Linked DNA regions of Mus musculus: region 2 is linked to region 1. The links are chromatin contacts, called in public promoter capture Hi-C maps. All regions are on one chromosome and are shown on one strand. Each heading gives the region's core, a stretch centred on a gene start, on an enhancer-like site or on the middle of the called end of the contact. The rest is flanking DNA. Distances are from core to core; before and after follow the strand shown.

Region 1 (7,060 bases), core at 3,565-6,064:
CTACACTGTCAGGTAGGCTGTCTCAAAAACAGCAGTAACAACAAAGATATAGCTTGAGTGCTCTATGGTGCTATTAAATCATACCTCTTGGGCTGGAGAGATGGCTCAGCGGGTAAGAGCACTGACTGCTCTTCCAGAGGTTCTGAGTTCAAATCCCAGCAATCACATGGTGGCTCACAACCATCCGTAATGAGATCTGACACCCTCTCCTGGTGTGTCTGAGACAGCTACAGTGTACTTACATATAACAATAAATAAATCTTTAAAAAACAAAACAAAAAACAGCTCCACCTAAGGTCCACTTAATCTTAGAAGCCAGGGGCAAGAGCTTTGTGCCCTTGCCATAGTTCCTAGTCTAGTCTTTTGTATAGTCCAACTTCCCCCTAAGCCATTGTAAATTCCGGTGTATGGGTATAACTCAGCTATCTATAGTTCTAAGTATCTACTCTGGTTCCTCAATATTAAGGGAAAGCACTCAGATCCGTTTACCAGTAAAGCAAGGACATTGGAGCATTCGTTATACAGGACACCACCGTTCCAGGAGACTAAGTTTCCGTGAACTTTCCCCTCGGGACAGCTCCCAGGTTTTTGGGGCCTGTCATGCTTGTCACTACTGGAGTGGATGTAGCACCTGACACCAGTTGGTCCCATGTTCAATGCTCTACTGGGTTGGAGAGGTGACAAGTCCTAGGTCAGATCACACACACACAAAAAAGGTACAGTCTTTTATTGCTTTGTTTTGTTTGAGACAAGGTCTCATGTAGCTCAGTCTGGTCTCAGCCTCACTATGTAGCCAAGCATGATGACCTTGACCCTCTAATCCTCTCCAATGCTGGGATTACAGGGCTGCACCACCACACCTGGAATTACGTGTGGCCGGGCTGGAAAACCAAGCCTTTGGCCTTCTAGGGAAGCATTCTGCAGGGCTACACACCAGCTCAGGAAACAGTCATCTTCACAGCGGCCAAAGAAGCACTTGAAGTGTGAAGATCACAGCCATCTCGTAGGGAGTTTCACAGAGGAAGTGGAAAGTTTCTCCGGGGAAGGGCAGAGGTGTCAGAGAGCCGGAGGCAGCCAGGCAAGTGTGGGGGAGGGCCAGCTAGGAAGTGGTACGCACTGGGCAGTAGAGGATGTTACCAAATGAGGTCTGGCAATAAGGAAGAAGGCTGGCGGGGGAGGGGGGCTGACCATCAAGCTAAGGAAATTTGGTCTCAATTTGTGAGGAGAGGCATGGGGTGTGTGGACAGACTCCTGCTTTGTCAAGGCTAGGAAGTCAGACGTTAAAGTGTCCAGTGGAGCACAGCCATTGAGAAGTCTAGTCTGTAGTTCTAGTATTGCCTCTGCCTTGCCCTCGGTTTCCCCATCTGTCAAATGGGACTTTTCCTCTCAGTTTGGCAACCCGGCTTCTGTCTACACAGATGCTGTCAAAACAGAATGTAGCTGCTCAAAGGCCAAAAGAGGCAAAGGCTGGAAGCTCTACTTCTCTTCTTGGGTATGGGCAGACAGCAGACATCTCTTCATGGCCAGGTCCTTATAGATATTCCCAGCATCCTTGTGTCCCATCCCACTCATCCCCCACCGCACACCTCACACCTCAGGATCCGAAAAAGAAACTTTGAGGGGTTTGCAACCTAATCTTTCTTACCTGAAGAGTAGGGCAGTGGTGGAGCTCATGGTACCTACCCAGTGCTGGAAAATACATTAATACACTAAGCTTAAGGGGTTCGTGAGATGCCGGAGTGGGAGAAGAGCCTGCAGGCAAGCTGATTACCCAGTTCAGTCTTCGGGACCCACACTGATGAAGGAATGAACCAACTCCTGAAAGTTGTCCTCCAGTTTCCACACAAACAGTGGCATGTTTGTGCCCCACGCTGATACTTTATTTAAAAAAAAGGTTACATCCAGACTAGAGGGATGGCTCAGTGGTTAAGAGTCCTTGCTGCAGGGCTGGAGAGATGGCTCAGTGGTTAAGAGCGCCAACTGCTCTTCAGGAGGTCCTGAGTTCAAATCCCAGAACCCACATGGTGGCTCACAGCCATCTGTAATGAGATCTGAAGCTCCTCTGGTGGGTTTGAATACAGCTACAGTGTACTTACATATAGTAATAAATAAATGTTAAAAAAAAAAAAGCGCTTGCTGCTCCTCCAGAGGATCTGAGTTCGGATCCCAACACCCATTTCTGGATTTCTGGTGATTCACAACTCTATGTAGCTCCAATTCTCAAGAGAAGGAGGACACTTGTCCAGTTTTCAGCAGGGTTATCTTGGGCTTCAGCATGGGCCTCCTGTCTCCTGTGGCTTCCCTGGCTCCCAGGTTTCTCTCCCAGGCATAGTAGCTGAGACTGTAGGGTCTAAGGGCAAAACAGCCAAGAAGGTGGGTGATGGGAGGTGGTGATGTCACTTCCTCCACCCTCAATCCTCCCCCTTCTCCCGCTAGGTCAGACTCTCACTTCTCTTTCTCAGCTTTATCTTGGGAGCTCAAAGCCCCTGAGGCCCTCTCAGGTTTGTGACAAAAGTCCCGAACCATATAAGAGAAGCCAGGGAAGTCCCCTTTACCATCTGGCATGTAAATAAGACACCACATAGACTAAGCCAGGGGAATGGGTGAGGCAGGAGCTGGGCTGCAGAGCCAATGAAGAAGGAGAGGGAGTCAAGATTTAATCAAGGGCTGGAGACTACTTGCCTAACTTGTGTGAGGAACCACATTAAAACGGACTAAACAACAACAGCACAGACTGGGTTGGCTCATTCAAGAGCAGTCCCGGAAGTGGCTGTGACATCAGAGGGACCTGGACTCAAGTTCAAATGACTCGATAAGTCATGAACTTGGACCAAGTCACTTTTTTTCAATCAGCCAAGTGGAGATAATTACTGCCCAGTATCAAAACCACAGATTTGTTTTGTCTAAGTTAGGGCAGGGCACTGTCCAAACAGATTTGGGGACTCTCCCATCGCTCTGCCCACAGCAGAGATCAATAGCTGCCTTCTAATTCCTGAATGCTGGGCTGTGTTTACCTGTTTGTCTTCCCAAGAGCCCCCTCTCAGGCCTCTCTGAGTAGGATGACACTTCTTCACCCAAATTCCAAAACATCAAGTCTTAAGAGACTTCAGGAAGGACTGGAGAGATGGCTCAGCGGTTTAAGAGCGCTTGCTGCTTTTGCAAAGGAGCCGGGTTCGATTACCATCACCTATGAACAGCTGTGACTCCAGTTCTTAGCGCATCTGATATCCTCTCTGGCCTTCACAGGAGCCAGGCATATGCATGGTGTACACAGGTGAAACACTCATATGCACACACACACACACACATACATACACACACACACATACACACACACACACACACACACACACACACACACACACTTCTTTAAGGATTTTTTTTTTCCCAAAAATGATTCACTTAAAATAAAGAGCAGAGGAGCAGAGGAAATGGGGCCAGACCCAAAACTAATCAAATCTTGCTACCGGTTCCTGGATCTCAATGGTCCTGAGCCTCCATAGAACCAATGGTAGGATCCATCCACCATTTCCCACGACTTCTACATCCACTCCACTCTCTTAGCTCCCTTCTCTTGTCTGATCATTTGCTTGCCTGTGTGTTTTCAGACAGAGTCCCAGGTAGCCCAGGCTGGCCTCAAAGTCACCATTTAGATATAACTGCCCTTGATCGTCTCCTGGGCTCTACCCTGAGTTCTGGGATTACAGGGACTCAATCTTTAAAACAAAACACAATTGCCATTTATATAACAGTTGCTAGAGTTAGGCATTATCAATATACAGGGCTTTTTGGTTGTTTTGGCTTATTTTTGTTTTGAGCCAGAATATTTTTATTTATTTATTTATTTATTTATTTATTTATTTATTTATTTATTTATTTATTTATTTTTGAGACAGGGTTCTCTGTGTAGCCCTGACTGTCCTGGAACTGACTCTGTAGACCAGGTTGGCCTCGAACTCAGAAATCTGCCTGCCTCTGCCTCACAATTGCTGGGATTAAAGGCGTGCGCCACCACACCTAGCCTGAGCCAGAATCTTAACTATGTAGTTCAATCTTGGAACTTGGAACTCACTATGTAGCCCAGGCTAGCCTCAGACTCATAGAGACCCACCTGCTTCTGTCTCCTAAGAGCTGGCATGCTTTTTATTTTAATGATTTTTTTAATTGTATATGCATTGATATTTTGCCTGCATGGGTGTCTGTGTGAGAGTGTTGGACTCCCTGGAACTGGAGTTACAGTTGTGAGCTGCCATGTGGGTGCTGGGAATTGAACCTGGGTCCTCTGGAAGAGCAACCAGGGCTCTTAATCTCTGAGCCACCTCTCCTGCCCCTTGTTGGCTCTTTTTAAAGTAAGTGATTAGTCAGCAGTGTGATGTAGGGCTGCAATTCCAGAATTCAGAGGTTGAGGCAGGAGCAGCTTGAATGTAAACCCATCCAGAGTGACATAGACCATGTCTCAAAATACAAAGATAAAAAAATAAGGCTTATCACTGCAGCATACTTTTTTTTTTTTTTTTTTTTGAGGGGGATGTTAAAGACTTGTAAATTCAGCCTCAGGCCTGAGGTCTGAGTTGTCAAATCATGAAAACAAGATTCCTTCCCAGGACACAGGGCTCCAAGCCTGGAAACCATCCATCCATCCTGCCCCGTGTCTCCATGTTGCTCTGTATGCCCTGCCTGTGCTTCTTTTGAGAACTGACAACTCATCTACAGGAACCTCAAGGCTAGTTTCATCCACCCCCAGGTTTGAAAGAAGGAAGCTCCTTTCCCCGCCCCTAGGCCCTCCTTCCTCCCGCCTCCTCCCTTTCTCTTCTGCAGAAAAAGCAGCCAGGTTCAAAGTGGCCTGCAGACTGTCCTGAACTCATCTCTCAAAGCTGCTACAGAGCCCAGGAAGATTTCAGGATGAAGAGCTTCCTCCTCTTCCTCACTATCATTCTTCTGGTTGTGATTCAGGTAAGGACAGCTCCTCCTAGAGTCACTGCAGCTACCACCAGGTCTTAGCTTAATGGTTTGGTCCAGGTTCTGGGGAAGGAATGCAGGTTCTCGGTGGTGGTGGTGGGGACCCTTGCCTTCTACCACAGGGACAGAGATAGATGGTCGCCAACTGGAAACCAGGGATCTAGGAGGGCCTATATGGCTGGGTTTCTACTCCTCACAGGCGCTATCAGACTGGCCTCAGAGAGGGAAATCTCAGAAGGTGTCTGATGTGTGAAGCTACTCAGAGGGTTCTGGGTAATTCTGGATCAGGAGAGGAAGCCCTGATGAGGAGAGCCGCAGAAGTGGCCCTTTTGAGAGGGCTGGAGAGAGGTCTAATAGACTGCCATAGGTGACCGAGGGTCCCCTGCCCCTGCCATAGTGAATTGTGGGTGTGCAGGAATACAGAGACAGAAGTCTCCCATATACTCTGCAGATCAACTGCCACCCTGGGAGGCATCCTTTGTGGCACTATGTACGCAGAGAGGCCTGATTAGCACAGGGAATGGAGCCATCAAGTTCTTGATCAAGAACATCTAGACCATGCATCAAGGCAGTTTGATGGCCACCAAAACTAGTTTGATGACCATCAAGGGCAACTTCAGTTACTGCCCGATCAAGCATCAAGGACAGCTTGTCACCTGCCATCCCCACCCCACCCTCTGCCAGGGGCCTTACTCAGGCCCGTCACGTGTGATACTCTGGACCATGGTGGACTCTGATCACCAGGAGATGAGGAAACCGAGGCTCTGGGAGGGGAAGCCCACATTTGGGTTTCTGTTTCCCTCTTTGCTGGAGGATCTGGCAGCCTGAAAAGTGGTGGGAAGTTTCGAGGTGGAAGAATGACAAACATGGGGGCTGCCTTTCCCTTGCCTGTGATGAGGTGGGAAGCCAAACATCTCAACAGGGCTGATGGCAGTTTTATGGAAGCCTAGAGTTGAAGAAAGGGAACAAAGGGGCAGGAGCCCTCAACAGAAGGTTCAAATCCTACTGAGCAGCGCTTCTCTTGCAGATACAAACAGGATCCTTGGGACAAGCCACTACGGCCGCTTCTGGTACTAACAAAAACAGCACCTCCACCAAAAAAACCCCCTTAAAGAGTGGGGCCTCATCCATCATCGATGCGGGTGCCTGCAGTTTCCTCTTCTTTGCCAATACCTTAATGTGCCTCTTCTACCTCAGCTGAGGTGAAGGCGCAGCTTCTGAAGCCCCGTGCTCCACCCACTGCTGCCACCATCAGTAGCGAGAGACATCCCAACCCACGGGAAGGGTTGATAGCAGATATCCAAGGAGGCTAAAGTTGACAGCCAATGGCCGGAATGGGAGCGGGGCCGTGACACCCAGCTAGGGCACAATAAAGTTATACTTATGCTTAGATGGGGTCCCACGTGTGATCGATCACTGCACATCACTGGCCTCAGGAGTCATGTGTGCGGCAGTATTAGGAGTGAACCCAGTACTGCCCTTGACTCTCAAGCCCCACACACCCCAGGTTCAGGCAGGTGCCCAGCCCATGCCCTTGATGTCTTCATACTGATAGATTCTGGGAAATCACATATTGTTTGGCTGTTTCTCTCAAAACTCCCAACGGGAGTACTACAGACCCAGAAGCAGCCCGTGTCTGGGAAGGTTTGCGGAAGGATGGCTCCCAAGTCTCTGACCACATGCCTTCTATCACTGGGCAAGAGGATGAGGAGGCAAGGCTTGCTACCCACACCCTCAGCCAGGGAAGGCAGGAAGGACCAGCAGCCCCTCTAACCACCCTGCCCTCCTGGGCTTGGGGGTGGTCTTTGGAGGAGACAAGGAAGCTCAGACTGATTCCCAAGGGTCCTTGCCTCTGTGTCTTCCCAGGATCCCATGTCAACAGAGGATGGCAACATAACTGCAGCCCGAGGTCTCTGATATCCTGACCTGTCACACAGCTAGGGACCCAGCCCCTTCTCCTGGCTTTTCTGCCCAAGGCTAAACCTTCAGGCTTTGTGACCAGATTTAGAAGAAGCAGAAATGTAGACCCTCCTGTCTTTCTTGCCCTGCCCACTGTGGACTCACAGACCGAACCTTGAAAGTTCACCCTTGGATACATCTC
Region 2 (7,054 bases), core at 1,330-3,829, 460 kb after region 1:
ACTACTCTTTCCAAGGTCCTGAGTTCAAATCCCAGCAACAACATGGTGGCTCACAACCATCTGTGATGAGATCTGATGCCCTCTCCTAGTGTGTCTGAAGACAGCTACAGTGTACTTACATATAACAATAAATAGTAAATAAATCTTTTTTTTAAAAAAGCATAAACAGTAAGTTTAGCTGGGTGGGGTCTTGTTCCCGCATCACCACTTCCTTGATCTGTTTATCTCCTTGAACTCAGGATTCAGCCTGACTTCACTTCCTCGAACCATAGGTTTTGTATTTTTCCTTTTTAAGCTTGCTCCTTTTCATCAAAACACTTATCATAAAGAGTGAACATGGGCTGGTGAGATGGCTCAGTGGGTAAGAGCACTGACTGTTCTTCTGAAGGTCCTCAGTTCAAATCCCAGCAACCACAGGGTGGCTCCCAACCATCCATAATGAGATCTGACGCCCTCTTCTGGTGTGTCTGAGGACAGTTACAGTATACTTATTTATAATAAATAAATAAATCTTTAAAAAAAAGACCTCTCTGCCACCATATTTATTTAAAAAAAAAAAGTGAACGTGGGGGCTGGAGAGATGGCTCAGAGGTTAAGAGCACTGACTGCTCTTCCAAAGGTCCTGAGTTCAAATCCCAGCAACCACATGGTGGCTCACAAACATCTGTAATGGGATCTGATGCCCTCTTCTGGTGTGTCTGAAGACAGCTACAGTGTCCTCATGAGTGAACTTAGTAACCACACAACAGAATTTATATCAGGCTGTTTTGAGATTTCCTTTGCTAATGCAATTAATCTAAATGTCTTCTTCACTTTAGCCTCAGGCGGATTCTTCAGACAAGGGAAAAAAGCAGCCACATTCTTCACCAAAATACCACAAAAACAGTCTCTAGGCCACGCATTAGCAGTCTTCTCCTCTGAAACCTCCTGAGCCAGGCTTCCAGAGTTCAAATACCATCAGCAACAAAGTCTCCCGTATCCCTACGAGGGTGGCCCATTAAACCCCACAGAAAGCACTCCACTGCTTTCCAAAGTCCTAAGATCCACATGTCTCCAAACAAAAGCATGGTCAGGCCTATCACAGCAATACCCCACTTCTAGTACCAACTTCTGTCTTAGGGTTTCCATTACTGTGAAGAAACACCATGACCAAGGTAATTCTTATAGAGGAAAACATTTAATTGTGCTCTCATTACCTGGGCCAAGCATATTCAAACCATCACAGTGGTTAAGAGTACTTGCCGAACAATCATGGGTGCCCCAGTTCAGACCCCAGCATCTACCTAACCATTTAGGTATCTTACAGTGAACTTCGGCTCTGAAGGATCTGAGACCTTCTTCAGGCCTCCATGCATACGTAGGCCTGCCCTCTCGGTCTCCCCACGTGCACGTTCAGTCACACAAACACAAATGATCTGTCTTAGGGCAGGTGGAGCAGCTCAGTGCTAGAGACAGGGGTTGCCCAGCTGGTGAGGTCCTGGGTGGGATACTCAAGTATCCCAAAAGCAAAACAATCCCTGTTCTTTTGTTTTGTTTTTCGAGACAGGGTTTCTCTGTGTAGCCCTGGCTGTTCTGGAACTCACTCTGTAGACCTGGCTGGCCTCGAACTTAGAAATTCGCCTGCCTCTGCCTCCCAAGTGCTGGGAGTAAAGGCGTGGGCCACCATAGCCAGCTAGCAATCCCTGTTTTCACAAATGGATGCTAAACTCTCCTTGTCAGGTTCAGGAAGTGCACAAGTCCTTCAGAGAAACCTCGCTGGTGAGCCACTGCAATGAGCTCTAGTAACTTTGGGTGGAGTTTCAGCAAAACTCCCAGGCCTCCAGTCACATCACGAGAAATAAGTTCCACCATCAACTTGAATGGTTTGCAAGGAGGCTGGACCCCATTTGCTCCAGATAAGACTGCCTGATTTAGCCCTATGAGCTTTGGGGGTGATGCATGTAAAAGAATTTGCTAAAATATTTCTGGACTTCCGACCTGAGTCCTAGAAAATATAGTGTGCGCGTGTGTGTGTGTGTTTTCAGCTGAAACAGGGACTCACTTGTAGCCCAGCTCGTTGCAAATTCACCTTGGACCTTGGCCTGAAGGTCCTTGAACCCTACTTGTCTCAGTCACCAGGAGTTAGCCCACCCCAGTTCCTGGTTGGTTAGGTCTGTTGTGAAAACACCCACCTGAAAAAAGTTTGGGGCCCTTAGGCATGATCTCCATTTGGGGATTATCTAGAACCCAGGGTTGAACCTAGGACAGCAGGGAGGGAAAGACTAAAGGATATTTCACTCACACCCCTTTAGACACTCGGAACTTTCAAAGCACCCTTACCAGCTTGCCCTCAGAGGTGGGCGAGCCTGGAGTGCCTGAGCTGTCCCCTGAATCTCTGACTCCTAAGGCAGGGTCTGAGAGCACCGGCAGCTGAGGGAGCCCTGGAGGCCGCATCTGCAGAGCCCGGGCTGGGCGCAGGAGGCGCTGCGGAGCGAGCCGGGGGCGGGGCGGCAGCGGAGAGGCCAACCCGAGCGAGCCTGCCTGCCCGCCCGCCAGCGCCGCGCGCGCCGCCGCCACCTCCGCTGCTCGGCCCGGTCCCGGAGCGGCCGGGCGCGGAGCCGAGGCCCGCGGCCGGCCGCATGAAGGACTGCGAGTACCAGCAGATAAGCCCCGGGGCCGCCCCGCCGCCCGCCTCCCCCGGGGCGCGTCGCCCCGGCCCCGCCGCGCCCCCTGCTCCAAGCCCCGGGCCCGCGCCTGGCGCGCCGCGCTGGAGCGGCAGCGGCAGCGGCAGCGGGAGCCTGGGCCGCCGGCCCCGGCGTAAGTGGGAGGTGTTCCCGGGCCGCAACCGCTTCTACTGCGGAGGCCGGCTCATGCTGGCCGGCCACGGCGGCGTCTTCGCGCTCACGCTGCTGCTCATCCTCAGCACCACCATCCTCTTCTTCGTCTTCGAGTGAGTTCGCCCACCCCCACCCCGGCACTGCGTCCCCGGCCGCCGCTCCTTCCCCGCCCGCATCCGTGAGCCCTCGGGCCTCCGCCCGCCGCCCCGGAACCCCGGAACCCCTTCTCGCCACCCGGACCTTGGGTGCCCCGCCCGGGTCACCAGCTTTTGCCGGGTCCCTCAGGTCCACCTGCGGTCACTCACTGGCTGGTTCTTGCCTATCCCAGGCTCTTTCTGACCCTTCTAGGCGTCTTTCATTCCTGTCCTCAGACAAGTAAGTTTTTGTGTCCTTTGGCTGTGGACACCCTACCATGAATTTTTCTAGGCGTCCTCTCAAGTCCCTCCAAGGTTCTACAGGGTCCTGGCTCCCACACCCGCTTTCCCTCAGTCATGGTCACCCTAGGCCCGGAGGCAGTCCTCCCTAAAGCATCTCTGGGCCTCTCAGACAGGCCCTTCTCTCTCCAGCACTTTCCTTAGTTTCTCCAAAGCTTCTTCCCGACGCTCTCTTAGCTCCCTAGTCCTCTAGGTGTCTCCCACCCTGCCCTGTCTCTTTCCCCTCCGGACACTCTGCATCCCTCGGTGGCGGTCCACCACCGGGACAGCGGGCGGCATCAAGATCCTTTTCAGGAAAGAGACCTGAGTGCTTTCACACGGCCTGTCTTATTTGCCCCTATGGGCTTCTGACCTTTTCCCAGTGACCTAGGGTTGGCCTACACTGTAGCTCCGTTTTAGGACTGAAGGATGGAGGAGTGGCTGCTTATAGTTTTCTCGGGCCACTCATGCATCCAAAGTTTCCACCCACCCTCAGCCTCTAGCTGGAGTCACTTGCCCTGTGACTCCTTGAGGGCACATACACCCCCACTTGAACGCACCCGGGGTGAGTCCCACCTTTCCCTCCTACTTCTTCCTATTGGTTTCTTTTATTATTCATTATGGTTAAGAACTCCATCTCTGGCTCCAGTCCCAGCTCCACCTCCCACTAATTGTGTGGCCTGCAGGCAGTCATTTTACGTTTCCAAACCTCAGTGCCCTCACCTGTAGAATGGGGACTTTAATAGTACCCACCCCCGACAGGGTTCTATTGAGATTGGTCATGCTTGCAAGCCTTTAGCTTTTTTTTTTCCAGATATATTCATTATTTATTTATTTATTCTTTTTCGTCCAAGCTTCTAGCACTTGATGTTGGCAGCTATTACTTCCCCGGGGTTGGGGGAGGGGGGCACGCATGTCATGATGAGGCTGTCTGAAAGACCAGTTCTCAGATCACTTTCCAGGACCTGGATTATGTCTCTGTAACTACAAGGTGAAGACATCCTTCCTTTCCATCCTCCCCCAAAATGCTCTGCCCTTCCACTGGATCAGGACAGGAAAAAGAAAAAAAAAAGTTCAGGGTGGTTTACACAGAGGAGCACTGGGATCCCAGCCTGAACCTCGGGCCAAGTTTCGTTTTCACCTCGCTATGACTATGGCTTCTTGGGTGCTGTGGAAATGTTTTTTCCAGAGCCCTGAGGCCATTCTCTGTGGTGCTCACACCCAGGGTTATGGCCCAGGCAGGAGGAAGGCGTGCTGGCTGCTCTATACTGCTTTTGGACTTGGGTATCTTCCTAGTGGTACTGCGCTGCCCGGAGCCAGGAAGGAAGGATTCCTGCGCTTAGCGAGAACAGGCCAATCACCTTGACTTTTCTCTCCTCTTGTTACTTGGGTGGCAGCTTTGGGGACAGGGTTTGGTGACATCCTATAGTCCTGCTGGGTGTTTTGGGGTTGCTCGGTGGACACACCTTTAGTGAGGACAGGGTTGGCAAGAAGTGCTCACTCCTCATTGCTCTGGGAAGGTACTTGGCTCTTGGGGGAGGACCTTTCCTACTGCGAATCGTTTTGCTTCCCTGTTGGCTGGGAAGTTGCATCACACCCTACCAGGCGTCCCAGCTTCTACCACACTTCCCATTCCACACAGCAGACATAACCCCTGGACATCAGACTTCTGGCTCCCGGTTCTCCCTCTCAGTTAGAGCCCCGGCTCTGATGTTGGCTTCCTGTGGCCTCGGCACCCTCTCGTCCTCCTGCCCAGTCGTCTTCTGCCCAGTTGTCCTCTCAAGTGCACTGGCCTGCTGGCTTGCTCCTGCCTCAGGGCCTCTGGAGCACCCTCATGGTCCACTTATTTTGATCTCTCCCTGCCTGCCTGTACTATACGTATACACTTGATTGGCCATTTCGTGCCTGTGTTTTCTTCAAGAACATAGGAAATCTGCACAGTGCTGTGCATTTAGTGCCTAGAGCCAGTTTAAGGGATACCTATGGTCAGTGCTCAACACTGCAAGTGCACGGATCACTCGCTGGGAGTGTGGAGATGCCAGCTTGTAATTGGCACCCTGACTGGGTGACCTTGAATCTAGCAGAGGAAATCAGAGCCTAGATCTTGCTGTTGGTGTTGCCCGAGGGCTCTACAAGTCCCAGGCTTTATTCCCCAGGCGCCTGCTTGTGTGAGAACTAGGTGAGCTGTCCAGCATAACACTAGGACCTGGCTGGTTCTGTTGGGGGGTTGGCCATGAAGAAATGTGTTGGGCAGAGGGTAGCCCACTAGGAGCCCTTGGCTTTGGCAGGCTCTGGTCCTGAGGAAAGGCCTCCGCAGGCTTCAGAAGCAGTGTGCAGATGGCCTGGTTTCACTCCCTGCCTCTGTGGACCCCTGGAAGGATGGCTGGCTCCTAGCCTCCTGATAGATGCATCTCCCAAGCTGCAGCCCCCACTCTGTCGAATCCCCTCCAGCTTTAGTGGGAAGGCAGGGGCTGGCTGCAGTTGGTGCCGTGAACATCACAGTGAACGCTCCTGACCTGCATTGCCCACATTGTTTAAACTTCTGGAATGTCTTCATCTGTGAAGTTTTTTTTGGAGCATAAATAAGGTCAGAGGGGGGGGGGCTGGTGAGATAGCTTAGTGGGTAAGAGCACCCGACTGCTCTTCCGAAGGTCCAGAGTTCAAATCCCAGCAACCACATGGTGGCTCACAACCATCCGTAACAAGATCTGACTCCCTCTTCTGGAGTGTCTGAAGACAGCTACAGTGTACTTACATATAATAAATAAATAAATAAATAAAAATTAAAAAAAAATAAGGTCAGAGGGTCACCGTGAAGATTCGAGAAATGCATGTAAAGTGCACAGCAGCGTATCTGGCACATAGTAGCTATCTGTATGTCAGGCATTTCGTTAATTAATTTTGAGACAGGATCTCACTCTGTAGTTCTAGCTGGCCTCAAACTCACAAAGATCCACCTGCCTGTGTTTCTGAGTGCTGGGATTAAAGGTGTGGGTCAGTGTGCCCGGCAGAATGAATGCTTTTAAGGTAGCGTTATTGTTTGTAGCCCAGACTGACCTCAAACTGCCAGGCTCTCAAGTACCACCATTGTAGGCATGCAGCATCATGTCTGGCTTATATGGCAGGTATTGATTTGATAGTCATTATTATCATTATTGTTAATGGTTCTTACTTGGAGCTGCTGGGGGTTGAGCTCGGTGCTTTGTGCGTGGTAGACAGCATTCTACCACTGAGCTGTATCCCCAGCCTGTAAGGGTTATTTATAGTGACTGATTGACGAGGGCAATATCTAGCCCAGAGCAAATCTTCAGAAGATAGCAGGAGATGACTTAGTGATAAAGCGCTTACCTACTGTGCACAAGGTTTGGTCTGTAATACTGAATAAAAGATGTGGTAGCTACTTCCTCTCCATGAGGGGAGCACGATTTGTTTGATAGCTATTTCCTGGGCAAGGGATGCTGTCTGCGTCCTCAGAGAAGCTCATTACTTAGCAGGGTAAAGGCAAGCAACATATTCGCAGACAAGCAGGGTTTGGTTTTGTTTTGTTTTGACAGGATCTTTCTCTATGGTCTTGGCCAACCTGGAATTCAGTGTATAGACCAAGTTGGCCGAGGACTCACGGGGATCTGCCTGTTTCTGTCTCCAGAGTGGCTGGGATTGAAGGTGTGAGGTGCCATACCTACCCACCCAGCTGAGGTCCAAACCCAGGGCCTAACAAGTGCTCTATCACTTGCACTAAGTCTGCAGAACACAGCACCCTGTGTGGCAGGCCCTGTTTACTGGGCTCTTTTTTTTTTCTTTTTAGTTTATAAGCCACTCGGTAGC

Evidence for each region. Promoter capture Hi-C pulls out the DNA fragments that hold promoters and counts their contacts.
Region 2: a contact with region 1 is called in a promoter capture Hi-C map of macrophages, with 5 read pairs. The contact joins the promoter of Zdhhc18 here to the promoter of Cd52 in region 1. A contact is called at or near these places in 2 of 39 promoter capture datasets (cranial neural crest and macrophages), 4 of 115 datasets of contacts at active chromatin or transcription factors (bone marrow-derived macrophages, effector CD8 T cells, large pre-B cells and 1 more) and 1 of 9 other capture datasets (pancreatic islet).

The regions. Positions count from the first base shown.
Region 1 is chr4:134,092,827-134,099,886 of GRCm38.p6, reverse strand. Cd52 (CD52 antigen) reads left to right here and starts at 4,814. Exons shown (of 2, transcript NM_013706.2): 1 at 4,814-4,953; 2 at 5,987-6,349. The coding sequence starts at 4,903. The coding sequence ends at 6,160.
Region 2 is chr4:133,628,954-133,636,007 of GRCm38.p6, reverse strand. Zdhhc18 (zinc finger, DHHC domain containing 18) reads left to right here and starts at 2,579. Exons shown (of 8, transcript NM_001017968.2): 1 at 2,579-2,929. The coding sequence starts at 2,619.